Linked DNA regions of Zea mays: region 2 is linked to region 1. The links are chromatin contacts, called in public Hi-C maps. All regions are on one chromosome and are shown on one strand. The core of a region is the stretch at or near the end of the contact, and the rest is flanking DNA. Distances in the headings are between cores, read along the strand shown.

The links. A called contact is a pair of places that touch in the nucleus more often than the background predicts.
Region 2: a Hi-C map of ear shows a contact between it and region 1, with 2.1 times the contacts expected there. The contact joins the enhancer-like site here to the promoter of LOC100216714 in region 1. A contact is called at or near these places in 2 of 25 Hi-C or Micro-C datasets (ear and leaf).

Annotation. Positions count from the first base shown.
Region 1 is chr7:108,814,676-108,817,596 of Zm-B73-REFERENCE-NAM-5.0, reverse strand. LOC100216714 (glycosyl hydrolase family 81 protein) reads right to left here and starts at 1,458. Exons shown (of 1, transcript NM_001143119.1): 1 at 1-1,458. The coding sequence starts at 1,282.
Region 2 is chr7:109,124,744-109,127,673 of Zm-B73-REFERENCE-NAM-5.0, reverse strand. No RefSeq gene overlaps it. Among protein-coding and RNA genes, the nearest start is that of LOC103632697, 46 kb to the right of the region's middle. Within about 2 kb of position 1,638, at least 13 of the 20 cell types and tissues checked have an H3K27ac peak or open chromatin away from gene starts, as enhancers often do. A contact at or near this core is called in ear and leaf, where this site is marked.

The sequences.
Region 1 (2,921 bases), core at 209-2,708:
AGCCCAGGTGGTAGTGGTGGTCGTTGTAGATGCCGAACCCGAAGTCGGCGCCGGAGTCCTTGAGCCCCTGCAGCGTCACCAGCCCGCCCCATTTGGCGTCGTAGAAGAAGCCGTTCCCCTGGAAGCTGCCGTCCAGCCACGGCGTCACAGCGGCCTTGAGGAACTGCTGCACCGCCGGGATCACGTCGGGGCACCCCACCTCCTCCGCGATCAGCGCCAGCCGCGCCGCCCGCGCGATCGCCTTCCCGTAGAAGTAGGACGAAGTGGTGGTTATCGCGGTGGACGCGAGGCCGGCCACGTCAGCTCGCAGCGCGGCCACCACTTCGGCGACGCCGTCCTCGCTAACGCCGCGGGTCGAGTGCCACGTCGGGGAAACAGGGTCGGTGCGCAGGACCCAGGCGTCGCCGACCACGCCGACCATATCGCCGTCGATGCTCCGGTACCGGAAGTCGTCGAGCACCCGCACGGGGCAGTCGTCGGCGAGCAGGCGGAGGTGGAGCGGATGCGCGAGCATGAGCAGCTCCCCGGGCCCGTCCTTGCGCCAGGCGTAGTCGACGCAGAAGGGCCGGCTCAGGGCCGCGTGGCCGGCGGTCGGGAAGCAGCGGCTGTAGCGGTCGAGGACCGGCTCCATGGACGCGTCGGGGAGGTAGGCGACCCGGATGGCTCCGGCGAAGCCAGGCGCGGAGAGCTGCGTGGTGGTGGTCTGCGCGAGGCGGATCGGGGCCGACGCGTAGAGGAGGAAGGTCTGGCCGCTGTTCATCCCGAGGCGCCACTTGGTGCCGGAGTCGTCGCAGGAGGCGACGTCGAGGAAGGCATGGACGGACGCGACGGAGATGTCGACGGCGCCGGCCGTGGTGGTGACGGTGACGTACGGGCATCCGCGGACGAGGTGCGCGCGGAGGGACGGGGAGACGTCGAGCGTGACGGAGAGGTCGTCGAAAGCCGAGACGCAGTGGCGCTGCGCGCTCCCGGCGGCGTCGGAGACGGTGAGGTCGGGGACGAAGGTCTGGATGACGAAGGACGGCGAGTGGTTCCGCGAAGGGTAGCAGATGTCGAGAGCGGCGCCTCCGGGGGAGCGGACGGAGTACGGGTGGACGTACTCCGGCTGGTCCCCGTTCTTGAGCACGAAGTTCTGGAAGAAGGAGTTGGTGGGGAGCGGCGCGGCGAGGAGCGGCGGCGCGAAGAAGCGGGACGGGTCGGGCACCACCGTGGACGTTGCGCGCGGGAACACGGGGCCCCCCGGCGGCGGCGCCGGCGGGCGGTGGCTGCCGTGGTGCGGCATGGCGGTGGGGACGAAGGGGGGAAGCTCCGGCGGCTGCGGCGGGATCGAGACGGGTTGTGAGGAAGGCAGACCGGGTTGTGCGGGCCTGGGCCTGGGCCTAGGCCTGGGCTGGGAGAAGGCGAAGCGCGGCTTGGTCGTGACGATGCGGGAGAGGGTGTGGCCCAGCTTCCTCGTCCACTTCCGCATCTCGCCGCCTGCTCGGGCTGGTGCTTTATACCCCTGGCGTGGTATCGGTTGGGCTGGGCTTTGACTGGGCCAACGCGGTGAGATCTGACAACAAACAGTCCTCCGGATCCGAGGCGACAGGTCGGCGTGTCCCTGCGCGTCACACAGTAGAAAAAACGAAATACTATAGATGTTTTAAAATCTTGGATTTTGTAATAAGCACCGGAGCCACGGGTATGGTGTTTAATTTTGATTGGGTGGACAGCGATGATTAGCGGCTAAGCGTTGGAAACGCGGAAAGACGCTTGAAGGGAAGCAATGATTTAATTATGTCATGTTTTCTTAGCACACGAGGATGATTGTACTGGCATTGGTTGAGCTGAAGCGAAGGGGACGGGAGGAGACGACAATGAACACAAACCTGATCTGGAAAGAGACACACGGGCGTGGAGAAGGTGGAGCAGTTCCGACACGGCCTACCTCGTTAACTAGATGGAGATGGAGATGGAGATCAGGGACGCCGGCCTTCTTCGCGTCCTTTGGTTGGAGTGGTTGCGATGCAGCTGGATGGACGGGTGGTTACCCTCAACCGCGGCCGCCGCGGCTCACGTCGACTACGAAGACGCAGCAGCAGCAGCGCAGGACGACAGGACCCCGGCCGTGTCCCGCGTCGTAAGATTTGCTTGGCACCGGCGGGGCCGGGGGCGGTTGGTACGTGCGGGCGACGCCACGAAACGTGTCTCCGGCGATCAGATCGGTCTGATGTGATGTGAATGTGGCCTCTTCCCGGGCGGCGGGCGAGGGAAGCAAGGGATGACGGGCTTGCCGTGGCGGCGAATGCTTGCCCGCGAAGCGAGTGGCAGAGCCAAGACGGCCGGCAACCGCAACCGCAAGGGGCCCGTCGGGCTCGTCGTTGCTTCCTTCGTTCCGGGGCCAACACGAAGCTTTGTCTGATTGTCTCCGGTTGGACGCGCGCGGCGGCAACGAAGAAGCCCGCCATGTACCAATGCATCCCACGTTGCTGCTCTTCTGCTTGTTCCACTGTCGTCGCGCTATTGACATCAACTGATATTTCCTAAGTCAAAATTCATCACAATTCATTACAATACACTCTACTCCACATTGAATTTAAATAACCAAACAAAGCCTCTCTCTGGTTATCCTCGTTCCATGTGGATTGGAATTGATGAGATTACTAGGAATTTAAACTCATTTAATCACATCCAATCCACGTAGATTGAGATTAAAACGAGCAGGTCCTAAAACTGTGCTGGGTGTAGCAAAGGAAAAAGGGAACGAACAAGAGCGGGATGGGTAAGACATCACTCTTGAACTGAAATGGGGAAGGCGGCTTTAAAATGCAGGTATAGGATAAGCATCAAAGTAAAGATCGAGGGATGACAAGGGTTAAGGTGATAACGGACAAACACACAACAAAGGATGTATTTTAGACAAAACTTGCAAGGTATCAAAG
Region 2 (2,930 bases), core at 389-2,888, 310 kb before region 1:
ATAAGTAAGAAAAATAGAAAAATAAGTTATTTTGCAGCACTACATGACACGATAGTCCGATATGACTCATTTAAACTAGTCGGTCTATGCTTGAACTCAAACTTCGGCTAACGGACGAGCAATTCACCACCCTAGGCTTGCCTACGACCTACCGCACTAAAAACACCACGACTACTCTCACGTGTCCTAGCGAAGCTCTAGACCACTTCTTAGGCTTCAAACGTCAGCACAGGCGAGGGACAAACGATGGTAGATATCTATGTCTCGGTAATGGTGACCCGGCTCTCGGACTCGTTTCCGGTGGTGGTGAAACTCGATGGGATTCCTCGACGATTGGTTGGATGGGTAAAAGGTGTAGACGGTTAGTTTATATACCACCAGGGGAGATGAAGCCCCAGACAACGTAGGCCCACGGGATAGACTAGTGGTCGTGGCTGAAAGGCTGAGGGAAGAAGTCTGGTGCCCATCCAACCAGTCACACCTGCCAGTGACGCAGTGTCCATGTGCGTGCGCTGTGAAAACACTGTCCAGTTGGTCTCACACGACAGTGTGTCTGTGTTTATTAGAATGACAGTGGGTACGAGTATAAGTAAATAATCGTACATAATTATCTATTGAATATGTGTATGATAAAATTTGGTATCCGTGGATATGGTTATGGATATAATAAGATATCCGCAGATAATTTTTTCATGGTTATGGATATCCAGTGTCTATACCCGTTACACAATAGATATCTGATATGTGGGTTATCTAGATTTAATATATTATCATAAATTCTCATTTTTCAATATTCCATGACATGTTGTTTGGTGCTGAAATTATCATTTGATGTTGCTGGAATGATAATTATTTTGAAATGTGATAAAATTGTTGTTTGGTGTTGAATGCTAAAATTGTAGTGGGCAGGCGGTTAACTATCCATTGGATAGCGGATACCCGACTGGTATGGATATGGATACAGATCTATACCCACGAACATTTATGGGTACGAATATGGGTTGAATTTTATCTCGTAGGGTATTAATTCGCGAACTATATATCCGTGTACTCGTTCGATTGCCATCCCTAATGTGCATCTAGGCCCGTGGGCGGGATGCTATTCTATGCGATGCTGGCCCCCACGGCTGAGACCTGAGAGAAGGGAGATGGGCCAAGTTGAGGAAATGGGCTGAGGGAGAGGAAAAGGTCCTAGGGCTATTTTACATTTTCTGCTTTTTTTTGCCTATTTCCAATTTTCAGTTTTCAAACTCAAATTTCAAACCTTTCAAATCTGAGTTGAAGTTTCAAACTGAAAATTAAATGCACACACAAAACTCCAGCATGGATCCATAAATATAAATTTTTATTTAGTATTTATTTACAGTAATATATATCAAATGCATAATTCTCACACGAAAATAAATTCCTAATATACTCTCTTGTCTAATAAATAAATAAATAAATAAAATAAAACAAACTACCTAGACTCTAAAACAAACTTTTGGGTTTACAGGGCCGTCTTCCAATGGAAGAGACACCGGATGGTTTCACAACTGTGATACTTGTGTTTGACGACGAGGTATAGCCATGATGCAGGCACGATGGGCTTCTTGTCTTCTTGAAGCCTTTTATGTTGGTCTGCAACCATGCACCCAACTGCCTTGGCTATGCTGATCGTGAGCCACGTGTGGAGTGTGGTGCAGGAGATTCGCAACGCCCGAGTGGGTCGGAGACAGGAGCTACCATCATGGGTCGTGGCCTTCATTAATCTGGCCTGCCTGTTGCACAACAATAGATCATGAATCTGGCTCTCCCTACGACAACCCAGTGGCGGACCTAGAATTTTTACATAAGATGTGCCGCAACAAAAAATTTTATATAAAATTCTATCTAACGTATATATAATTTTATAGTAAATTTAGTAAACAATTTGATATATAGATATAAAGTTTGACACTCAACAAATAAGCATGAAAATTACATACATTAAACATAAAGATTGCAATAATACTACTTATTTGGCCTGCGCTTCCTCAACGCCATAAAAGTTTCAATTATATCTTCTTCATTCACTTCGAAGAAAATGTCCCTCTCGATGTATGTAATAAGACAATCATCCAAAAGACTATCACACATCTTGTTTCTCAATTTAGTCTTCACCAAACTTATTGCAGAAAATGCCCTTTCAACACTTGATGTCGCCACCGGCAAAAGTAATATCAATTTGAGAAGCAAATAAACCATATCAAACACCTTATGTCTCTTTGTTTCAACAAGCTTAACTGAGAGGTCCACAAGATTAGTTATGTCTTTGAATCTATCATCTTCTCTTATGCCATCAATATAATTGTCAAGTTGCAAGTCAAGTTTTAACAAATCAGTGCTTGACATGTCATTAGGATAGAACTCAGCTAGCTTTCGTACGTTGTGTGCATCAAAAGAAGCAAAAGAGTTGGAAGGATCCAAGGCTGACATACAAGAAAGCAGCTCCATATTAGCCTCACTAAACCGACTATCAAGCTCTAGGCTAATTTGATCAATGACCCCAATATATAATTCTCTTCTGAAGTGGTCATCATTCGTTTGGTTATGAATAAATCGTGATGATCTTTCATAAGGCTTATAATTTCCATCCATAGCAGGAACTTGGATATCATGTTTGTTGCAAAATGAAGTGATCCTTTGAAGGAATTGATCCCAACCATCAAGCTTTAACTGTTGCATTCTTCTCTTTGCTACATTAACAAGTGAAATTGCATTAATAATATCTTGCTCCCTTCTTTGCAAACACACTGATAAATCATTTGTATATCCAAGAATAACAAACATTAAGTGTGCATAAAAAACAAAGTCAAATGACTCAAATGCTCCAAGCATAGAATGTATTCTTGTCCAATAACTTCTAATTATAGTATCCTCTCCGAGAATCATGAGAACATCTCGGATTA